Linked DNA regions of Sus scrofa: all the other regions are linked to region 1. The links are chromatin contacts, called in public HiChIP or PLAC-seq maps. All regions are on one chromosome and are shown on one strand. The core of a region is the stretch at or near the end of the contact, and the rest is flanking DNA. Distances in the headings are between cores, read along the strand shown.

What was found. HiChIP or PLAC-seq counts read pairs in DNA pulled down with a chosen protein or histone mark.
Region 2: a contact with region 1 is called in an H3K27ac HiChIP or PLAC-seq map of alveolar macrophages, with 4 times the contacts expected there. The contact joins two enhancer-like sites. A contact is called at or near these places in 6 of 47 Hi-C or Micro-C datasets (embryonic fibroblasts, epiblast stem cells, fibroblasts and 3 more) and 1 of 2 datasets of contacts at active chromatin or transcription factors (alveolar macrophages).
Region 3: an H3K27ac HiChIP or PLAC-seq map of alveolar macrophages shows a contact between it and region 1. The contact joins two enhancer-like sites. A contact is called at or near these places in 2 of 47 Hi-C or Micro-C datasets (epiblast stem cells and fibroblasts) and 2 of 2 datasets of contacts at active chromatin or transcription factors (alveolar macrophages and skeletal muscle).

Annotation. Positions count from the first base shown.
Region 1 is chr8:70,128,385-70,131,154 of Sscrofa11.1, reverse strand. No RefSeq gene overlaps it. Among named protein-coding and RNA genes, the nearest start is that of CXCL2, 27 kb to the left of the region's middle. Within about 2 kb of position 1,279, at least 17 of the 83 cell types and tissues checked have an H3K27ac peak or open chromatin away from gene starts, as enhancers often do. A contact at or near this core is called in alveolar macrophages, where this site is marked.
Region 2 is chr8:69,788,318-69,791,198 of Sscrofa11.1, reverse strand. All of the region lies in intron 4 of RASSF6 (ras association domain-containing protein 6), which reads left to right. Among named protein-coding and RNA genes, the nearest start is that of RASSF6, 42 kb to the left of the region's middle. Within about 2 kb of position 1,563, at least 2 of the 83 cell types and tissues checked have an H3K27ac peak or open chromatin away from gene starts, as enhancers often do. A contact at or near this core is called in alveolar macrophages, where this site is marked.
Region 3 is chr8:69,771,240-69,774,013 of Sscrofa11.1, reverse strand. RASSF6 (ras association domain-containing protein 6) reads left to right here. Exons shown (of 11, transcript XM_005666740.3): 11 at 1-488. It overlaps LOC102166306 (alpha-fetoprotein-like), which reads right to left. Exons shown (of 14, transcript XM_005666743.2): 14 at 226-2,774. Among named protein-coding and RNA genes, the nearest start is that of RASSF6, 60 kb to the left of the region's middle. Within about 2 kb of position 1,338, at least 1 of the 83 cell types and tissues checked has an H3K27ac peak or open chromatin away from gene starts, as enhancers often do. A contact at or near this core is called in alveolar macrophages, where this site is marked.

The sequences.
Region 1 (2,770 bases), core at 30-2,529:
CCTCTAATTAAAATTAATAATGAAGCGACCTAAGGATTAATAATTCAAGTAACATCTAGTTTGGTAAGATGTCTGTAGAACACAAATTATGTGAAAATTGCAGTCATAAAAACCTAAGAAATAATTTTGCTGAAATGCAGCTGAGAAAAATAAACTTTAAGCCATTAATATAGCGTAACTCATAAATTATGCATTTCTTTACTGCGCATGCATCCAAACATGGCCTGTACAATAACAGAACACTCAGGTTTGTGGAACAATTAAATTCAGTTATCTTTGCTATTTTGCTGACTCATCACATAAAGTCTGTAAGTTTTATTTATTTTTAAAATGTCTTTGATATGTATTTGTCAAGGTAGAAGCATAGAACTATTTTATTTAACATTTTGTTAGCTTATTTAGAAAGTTTCAAATATTTAGGCAGGGGGATTGGGCCTCCCTTTGAACCTTATCCCAAGACCTCACAACTATTAGAGATGGGCTTGAGCGCAGAGATATTGGGGAAATGCATTTAGGGAAGGATTTCTGAAAAGGATCCTAGAACAGATGACTAAGGAGATGAGTTTGGGAAAAAAGCTGAGTAATATAATAATGTATTTAAATGTGTACTCCAGTTTGATACCCTCTTGAGGGTTTATTGCTTTTTAGAAATAAGAATTGTTTATTTTCTATTTGTTTTTATCTACTCACAGGGTTTATTTTATAAGGCTTGGAATGCAACTATACTTAATGGCTTGAAATTAGGACTTTCTTGGGAAGGAAGAGAAATGGAACATAGATAATGAGTTTTCAAGATGAATACCTCAGATGGGAAAGTTATACCAAGGAAAGTAAGGCATGTTTTTCTTTCAAATATAGTTTCTTGGCCAATTAATAAATTTTACTTTCACTTAATCGATTCTCAATAACATAATATGAGAAGGTGTTATTAGAAAAAACAAAGAATTATTGTCTTGCCTTTAGTGGTTCCCCAAAGTATCCTTGAAAACTTCTGTGGTGGGAGAGATACCTAATTTTTTTTTTTTTTTTTTTTTTTGTATTTTAAGAATCTAACCTCTACACACTTGCCCTAAGTTAGTTTGGACAAGTTTTAAGCAAAATCTCTTTCATAATTAAATTTAAAAAAATACTAGTTAGTTCTATACATTGAAGTACTCTAAGGTATAGAAATTTCAACAGCAGGAAGGAAGTTTATTTCTCAATTTGCACTTATTACTCAAGAGGCATCAAACTGCTCATGAATTAACATCAGGATGTTGTCTGTCATTTCCTGGTGTGAGACTTTCACAGTTCGGGCAAAAGTCTGACATGGTCCTCATGTGTCTTGGGATTTGTTCTCAGACAGCTGAGCCTCATGGTCAAGTTATAGCGACCATATCCCTGTACCAAATAGAGGGGAATCCAGATCTTAGAACAAGAATATGGAGTCAGAGGATCTTGCCAAGTACACCTTTCTTTGATACTTAACCTTTGTGACTATAGTTTCTTGTTGACTGGCATTGCCACAGGAAATGTGCTTTGAGGTTCAAACAACTTGTTGGGCTCGTGGCTCAAAAACTGAAACATCAGCAAGATGAAATAGTATTGCCCAATATGCATTACTTAGAGCACACAATATTTAGGGGAGAAAAAGTCAGCAGGATTCAGCCTACAGCCTCAGATTTGCCAACCTTGAGTCCACTACGGGGAACAGAAATGAAACAAGAGGAGGAACATTCTGATCCTGGCAGGAAAGGCAACAGGATGCCAGCAGACTCAAGGTCATGTTTTTCCCCTTCTGTTGAAATGGCAAGCCCGTGACACATGTATGCAAGTGTAACATGGAAAATAATTTCTCGAAGACAACTTCTTTTTGCCAAAAGTTTCCCTGGTTTTCTTTGGCTCAGGCTATGGATGATAATTAGCTTATTTTGGAGTCTAACTCTTTCAGTTTTCCTCCAAGCCAGGACTAAGGAGTGTTGATCTCACAGAAAGGCCAGAGCCTTACACGGAGGGTAGAGTGAGAGAGGCCAGAGGCCAGTGAGGACACAAGTGATTTTCCTGATACCCTGTTCCTTTTTGCCCTCCTCCTCCCAGCTCAGAGTGGCTAGAGTTCACCAAGAATAGTAATTGTCATCCAAACCAGGGAACAGAGATGCCTATCCTTTGAGGCTAAAACCATGTCACTTTATTCAAGGTCCTATGCAAAAATCTCCTCTTGAAGAACAGGATATGCTCACTGACACCCAGGCTAAAACATAGTCATAGTTTCATGAAGAGAAAGACACAGAAGAAGGAAGCTTTCTGGACCTGGAAACGTATCATCCCAAGGGACCTGCAGGAGCTCATCACTGGTCAGCGAGCGTTTCCCAGCATTGCTTTCAGTCATTGCTGTGCTCAGTCCAGCTCATCTCACTGCAAGAGCTGAGTGTTAGCTAGTTCTTCATTCTTGGTAGTGTAAATTCTTGGTGGCTATGGTGGAGGGTTCATGTCACGGAAATTAGCAGATGCTATAAATCTGGAATATTTTTTTTTTTTTTGAGAGCTGCTTTACCAACACACTGTTATATACGTCTCCATCCACATCACCCCCCGACCCCAACCTGCACCCCCTATTCCCTCTCCCTTCTATAGCCTCTGTCCTTGCCCTGCTCTCCTCTGCTAGAACCCCTGGGACATTTTTTTTTAAATTTCCCTTAGCTGATCTTTTTTTTTTCTTTCATTCTTGATTTTTTCCCCAGACTTGACTATTCAGACAACTTTCACACAGAGGAGATTTCTGGGAGTTGGT
Region 2 (2,881 bases), core at 314-2,813, 340 kb after region 1:
TTGAATCACAAAAAAATGATTATTATTGAACACTGTGGGAAGATGTTAAGGAGATGCAGTAGGCTACTTGTATTATACATTAAGCCATCAGGATTTTGAATGGATATCCCAATATATATATATATTTTTTTTCTCAAATTAAAATTCAAAACACTTCCTAGAAACCCTGAACTTGGGGATGAGTTTCAGGAGCCCAGGTAGACAAGGTAAGTCAATACCTTTCCTTCTTCTGCAGAAGAGGATAAATTAATATCCTTATTTTGTGTTTTCCAAGGAATCTATGTGCCTTTTTTCATTATTTATCAGAACAATGCTGTGAATCAAACAGGAATTATCTTCTTTAGTTTAAAATTGAGAAAGACTATCCTAGAAAACTTGGCTTGCCCTTTGCCATTGTACTGAGACTTACTGGGAGAACATTTGAAGTTAAATGCACACTCGTATTGTATCAGATTTTTCTGGTGGGTAAGAATTATCAGAGAAAGGTCCCACTCTTCTTACACACATGATCAAGGTTAGATTCAGTTGTGATTAATTAGCAGATTTAATCTTCTAATTAATTAGCTAATGTGCTAATCTTTGTGGGAACCAACAGAATCCTCGGAAGGAAGGGGCAGCATAATTTGAAATGGCTCTTTCTCGGCTTCTGATTCCCGTGGGTGCCAAGCCACCTAAGGTGTGTCCTTTGTTTCAATCCAATCCTAGACACTCTCTCTCTGTTTGCCATCCTTAACATGGTATTTGTTTAAATTCTAAGCCTTAAAGGGAATTGTGTAGAGAAGGAGACTGCACACTCACTCTGTGACACTTCTTCTTGTTCCTTTTCCCACACGGGGTTTCTGGCTGCAGAACTTACACCTCTCCTCTCACAGGATCAGCGATTTAATATCTCTAGTAGGCAGTTGTGGAATAAAAGATATAAAAGTTGTACACTCAGCTGCAGAAGGGCTGCAATCTTTCCTTTCAACTCACCTTTGGAGGGGACTGTCTGTTTGTCAAGCTCATTTGTTCTAATTACCTCTAAAATGAGTCACATTGAATCAGTTTAATGGAAATGGCAAAAGTTGGAAAACAAATCAGTTTGAGCTGTGACCACTTGTGATCCTTTATGAAAAAAATTCTGTGGGCAGTACTTTAATCTTTTATATCTGGTCCACATCTTTTGTTCTGGATTTTTTTTTCCGTAAAAACAGCCTTATTGAAGGTTATGTTTGTTTGCACCAGTTTTCATTTCTGTCTTTGATGTCTTTCCAAAGTCAGTTTTGACATGCTTTGGACAAATCATGGCAGAATGGTAAAGAGCAGAAACTGGATAGGTGTACATTTGAATAACACCCATAGTGGGGTTTTTTCTTGCAAAGGGGATAGGGAAGTGACTGCTTTCATTCAAATATCTACTTCTATCTTTTTTTTTTTTTCTTAGTGCCATACCCGTGGCATATGGAAGTTCCCAGGCTAGGGGTCCAATTGGTGCTGCAGCTGCCAGCCTACACCACAGCCACAGCAATGCCAGATCCAAGCCACGTATGCAACCCACACCGCAGGGTGTGGCAACACCAGATACTTAAACTCACTGAAAGGGGCCAGGGATCAAACCCGCATCCTCATGGATACTAGTCAGGTTCTTTACTCCTGAGCCACAACAGGAATTCCTCTACTTCCTTTTTATTTTGCAGTTCATTATAAAACCTCCCCATTTCTTAAATTTGCTAATGGGGTACACGCTGAAGCTTGGTCTAAACATGGCCAACAGTCCTGTGCTTGGGCAAGTTCAACTCTTTGATATTACATCAAGTTCCAACCAGTTTTCTTTGGAAAACTCTGTGTAACTGCCCTTAAGCTTAGTCATGTGCATAGTTGTATGTGGCGACATTTCATGTTACACAATCCAGAGCTGAAAATTGGATGTTGGGTTGGGTTGTGAGTTTTTTTGTTTTTTTGTTTTTTTGTTTTTGGTGTGGGTGTATGTGTGTGTGTGCTCCCAAGATGGTAGGGAGGAAAAGGGTCCAAACACTGACTGTCTTAAGCCATGTTTATTCTTCGGAATTTATGTGACACCACTAAGGTGGAAGTAAGGACAGATGTCAAGTCTGCCAGGATTACCAAGAGTTTATGTTACGTCCCTGGCCTGGCGTGCATGGATTCTCTCTCTTCCCCCGTGTGAAATAGCACAGAGCTGCCTGGCCTTTTTAGCTTCTATGTTACATTGGTACTTTGTCTTTTCCATTGCTAGCACTCTATGATAATGGCATTTGCCTTTTTAAAATCAATCTTCTCCAAATTGGGGAAAATTTATCATGTTATCCATCATAAAAATAACTAGATTCTGAGTCAGGACCTAAATAGTTCTCCTTTGAGTTGAAAGTTATTGAGTTAAAGTTGCCTATAGTTCTTGGGCTTTTATGACATTTGCTTTGACTGGCTATATTCTGGATAGTACAGCCTAGTAGAAAATCAATGAATAAATAGATTACGGGTTTCTTATGTCCGTCATAAGGCTATTATTGTGAGGTTTAAGTAGTATAAAATTTGTAAAAAGACTTCCAAGGAATTCTAAGATCAAGGGAAAAAAAGATCATGTTTATTCATATTTTCCACCATTAATATGAATAAGCATTTTTTTGTTCTTGTGGTGGCCAGTGACATTTGGGTAGAATTAATGCCACAAATTCCCTAGAAGCAGATTTTTTTTTTTTTTTTTTTTTTTTTTTTTTGGTTTCGGAAAACAGACATGGAAGAGATTCTTGGTAGGACCAAGGCTGGTCCTAGATGTGATATATACTTTAACCTAGAGAGATTGGATACGATCTTGGATCACTAATGGCTCTTGATCCATCATGAAATGGATATAAATGATGGGGATTATGACGACAATGACAAG
Region 3 (2,774 bases), core at 89-2,588, 360 kb after region 1:
AGAAAGCTTCCCTGAGCCTGACCAACCAGCCCCTGAGGAATCCTGTAAAACCAACTTCCTCCTACAGTGTTTCTCCAGCGCCCTCTACTGACAAAATATGACATCTGTAAGCTGCAAAGGAAACAAATTTAAAGGCTCCCATATCGGTTTTCCCAGAGCCATCAGCAAAGAATCAATTTGGAACACAGAGGCGATAAAATAACTGGCATGGCAACAAAACACAAATGAAAGTGAAATATCCTTTTTGGTCTATTAAAAAATTAAGAAGGTATAATATTAAATACTCAACAGATTACAGTGTGATAGGAACTTAAATTGCTGATAAAAATACAAATAGATATAATGTTCCTTGAAAGCAATTTTGGTAGTAAGTTCATCCTGTAATTGTAGGATCTTATGTTGGAAATATTCAGATGTATAAAGACACTATGTAAACAAGATCATTATTTGTTGTGATAAAAGGAAGCAAATAGTCTAATGTCGAAAAATAGAAAAGATTAAAGAAGGAAAGAAACATTTACCCATAGCATGTTATGAAGCACTTAGGATTGTTTTCAAACAAATTTTAATTATAAGTTATTTCTCCTATGTAGCTAGATAAGAATATACACTAAAATGTTTTAACATGTATTACCCATGAGATATATAGATATATGTTTATATATGTGTGTGTACTATTTGTACATACACATTATAAACCAAAACAACATGTCAAATGTGGTTATGCCTGGTTTGTAGAATTATGTGTGATTTATATTTTTTGTATTTTTCTATACTTATTAAATATTCTACAATTAACATGTATTACTTTTTAAACAAGGAAATAGAAAATTTTTTATTAAAAAGTTACCCACAAAAAAAATTAGCAAGTACATGCAAGCATAGAGTTCTACGAGATGAAAAAAAAAATTTTTAATATTCAAATGAGACATTAACATCACTACTGTGGTAGTTTTAAAATATATCTATGGGGAGTTCCCACTGTGGCTCAGTGGTAACGAACCCAACTAGAATCCATGAGGACGCAGGTTTGATCCCTGGCCTCACTCAGTAGATTAAGGACCCAGTGTTGCCATGAGCTGTGGTGTAGGTCACAGATGCAGCTTGGATCTGACATTGCTGTGGCTGTGGTGTAGGCCAGGATCTGCAGCTCCGATTTGACCCCTAGCCTGGTAACTTCCATATGTAGACATGTGGCCTTAAAAAGCAAATAAAATAAATAAAATAAAATAAAATGTATCTATAAAGTCTTTGATACTCCTCCTCTCAAGAGATGGAGCCTAATCCTTCTCACTTTGCCAAAGGGCTGGGCTTAGTGACTTAATTCTAAGGAACAAAGGAAAGCAGAAGTGATGTGTGTGGACTCTGGAGATTAAGTCATAAAAGTCACTGTAGCATCCTCCTTGCTTGTTCTCTTGGTTTGCTTGCTCTGGGGGAAACCAACTGCCATGTTCAGAGCAGCCCAGGGAAAAGGCTTATAATGATAGGGACTGAGAATTTCTGCCAAAAGCCAACAAGGAACTGAGGCTCCTGTCCACAGCCATGTGAGTGAGTCATCTGCCAGCCCTGGTCAAGCCTTCAGATGACTGCAGCACTGTCTAATAGTTTGACGACGATTTCATGAGAGACCCTGGGCCAGAAAACCCAGCTAAACCACTCCTGGATTCCTGATCCTCAGAAAATGTGTGAGATAAGAAATGTATATTATAGTATGCTGCTACATTTCAGGATAATTTGCTATATAGCAATAAATAAGATATAATTTCTGAGACAAAAATCCATTCCTTTCAGTCATCTTTGCATAATATAAGAATATAAACTTTTGTCATAAAACCATTTATTGTTTGGGTGGTTCAAGTATTTCATTACCAGTTATATATTAGTTCAAATTCAATTCTAGGTAATATGTTGTATTTATTAGGGATAGAGGACCTGTCCCATTCATCTTTGTATACTTTGCCATTCTTAATATTGTATACTGTATATGGGATGTGCTCAATAAAAATCGGTTGAATAAAGGACTGAATGAATTAATGAATGAATAAAAGAATGAGCAAATAAATGATCTGAAATGTTTTTTAAATTCCTTGTATATATATGCCTCCTTTTTCGCAAATTTGATCCAGTAGCCAAAGAAATAAGGAATCTTTTCTATATGGTTTTCACCAATATGGTGGTGTATTTTATTAACTTTAAGCTGTGTGAAATATTCATTTAGGCAGCATTACTATGGAAATTTGTTTAGGGCTGTTCAGATTGACTTCAAGAGCTGAAGGGGAGGAGTTCCCACCATGGCTCAGCAGTAACAAACCCTACTGGTATCCATGAGAACATGCGTTCAATCCCTAGCTTTAGGTTCAATCTCTGCCTCGTTCAGTGTGTTAAGGATCTGGAGTGCCATGAGCTGTTGCAGCTACGATTGGACCCCCAGCCTAGGAACTTCCATATGCCACAGGAGGTGAAGGGGAAAGTCCATTTACAAAGCAGTTGATGAGGTCAAAAAGATGGCACGATATCTATTATATTGAGATATCTACATGTGCAAGGAAGGAAAAGAATAGGATGCAATTCAATAGGGCAAACCCTTCAACAGCATCCATTTTTCTTTTAATAATGGCTAACCTATTAGCCATTTGAAATTGTTCATATTTGACCTAAATAAGCAGCAATTTCATATTGTTCAAACTAACAGCATTTACTATTTGCTAAGCACTATTTTACGTGCCTTACATACATCAGCTCATTTAATGTTCTTTACACTCCCATGAGAAAAT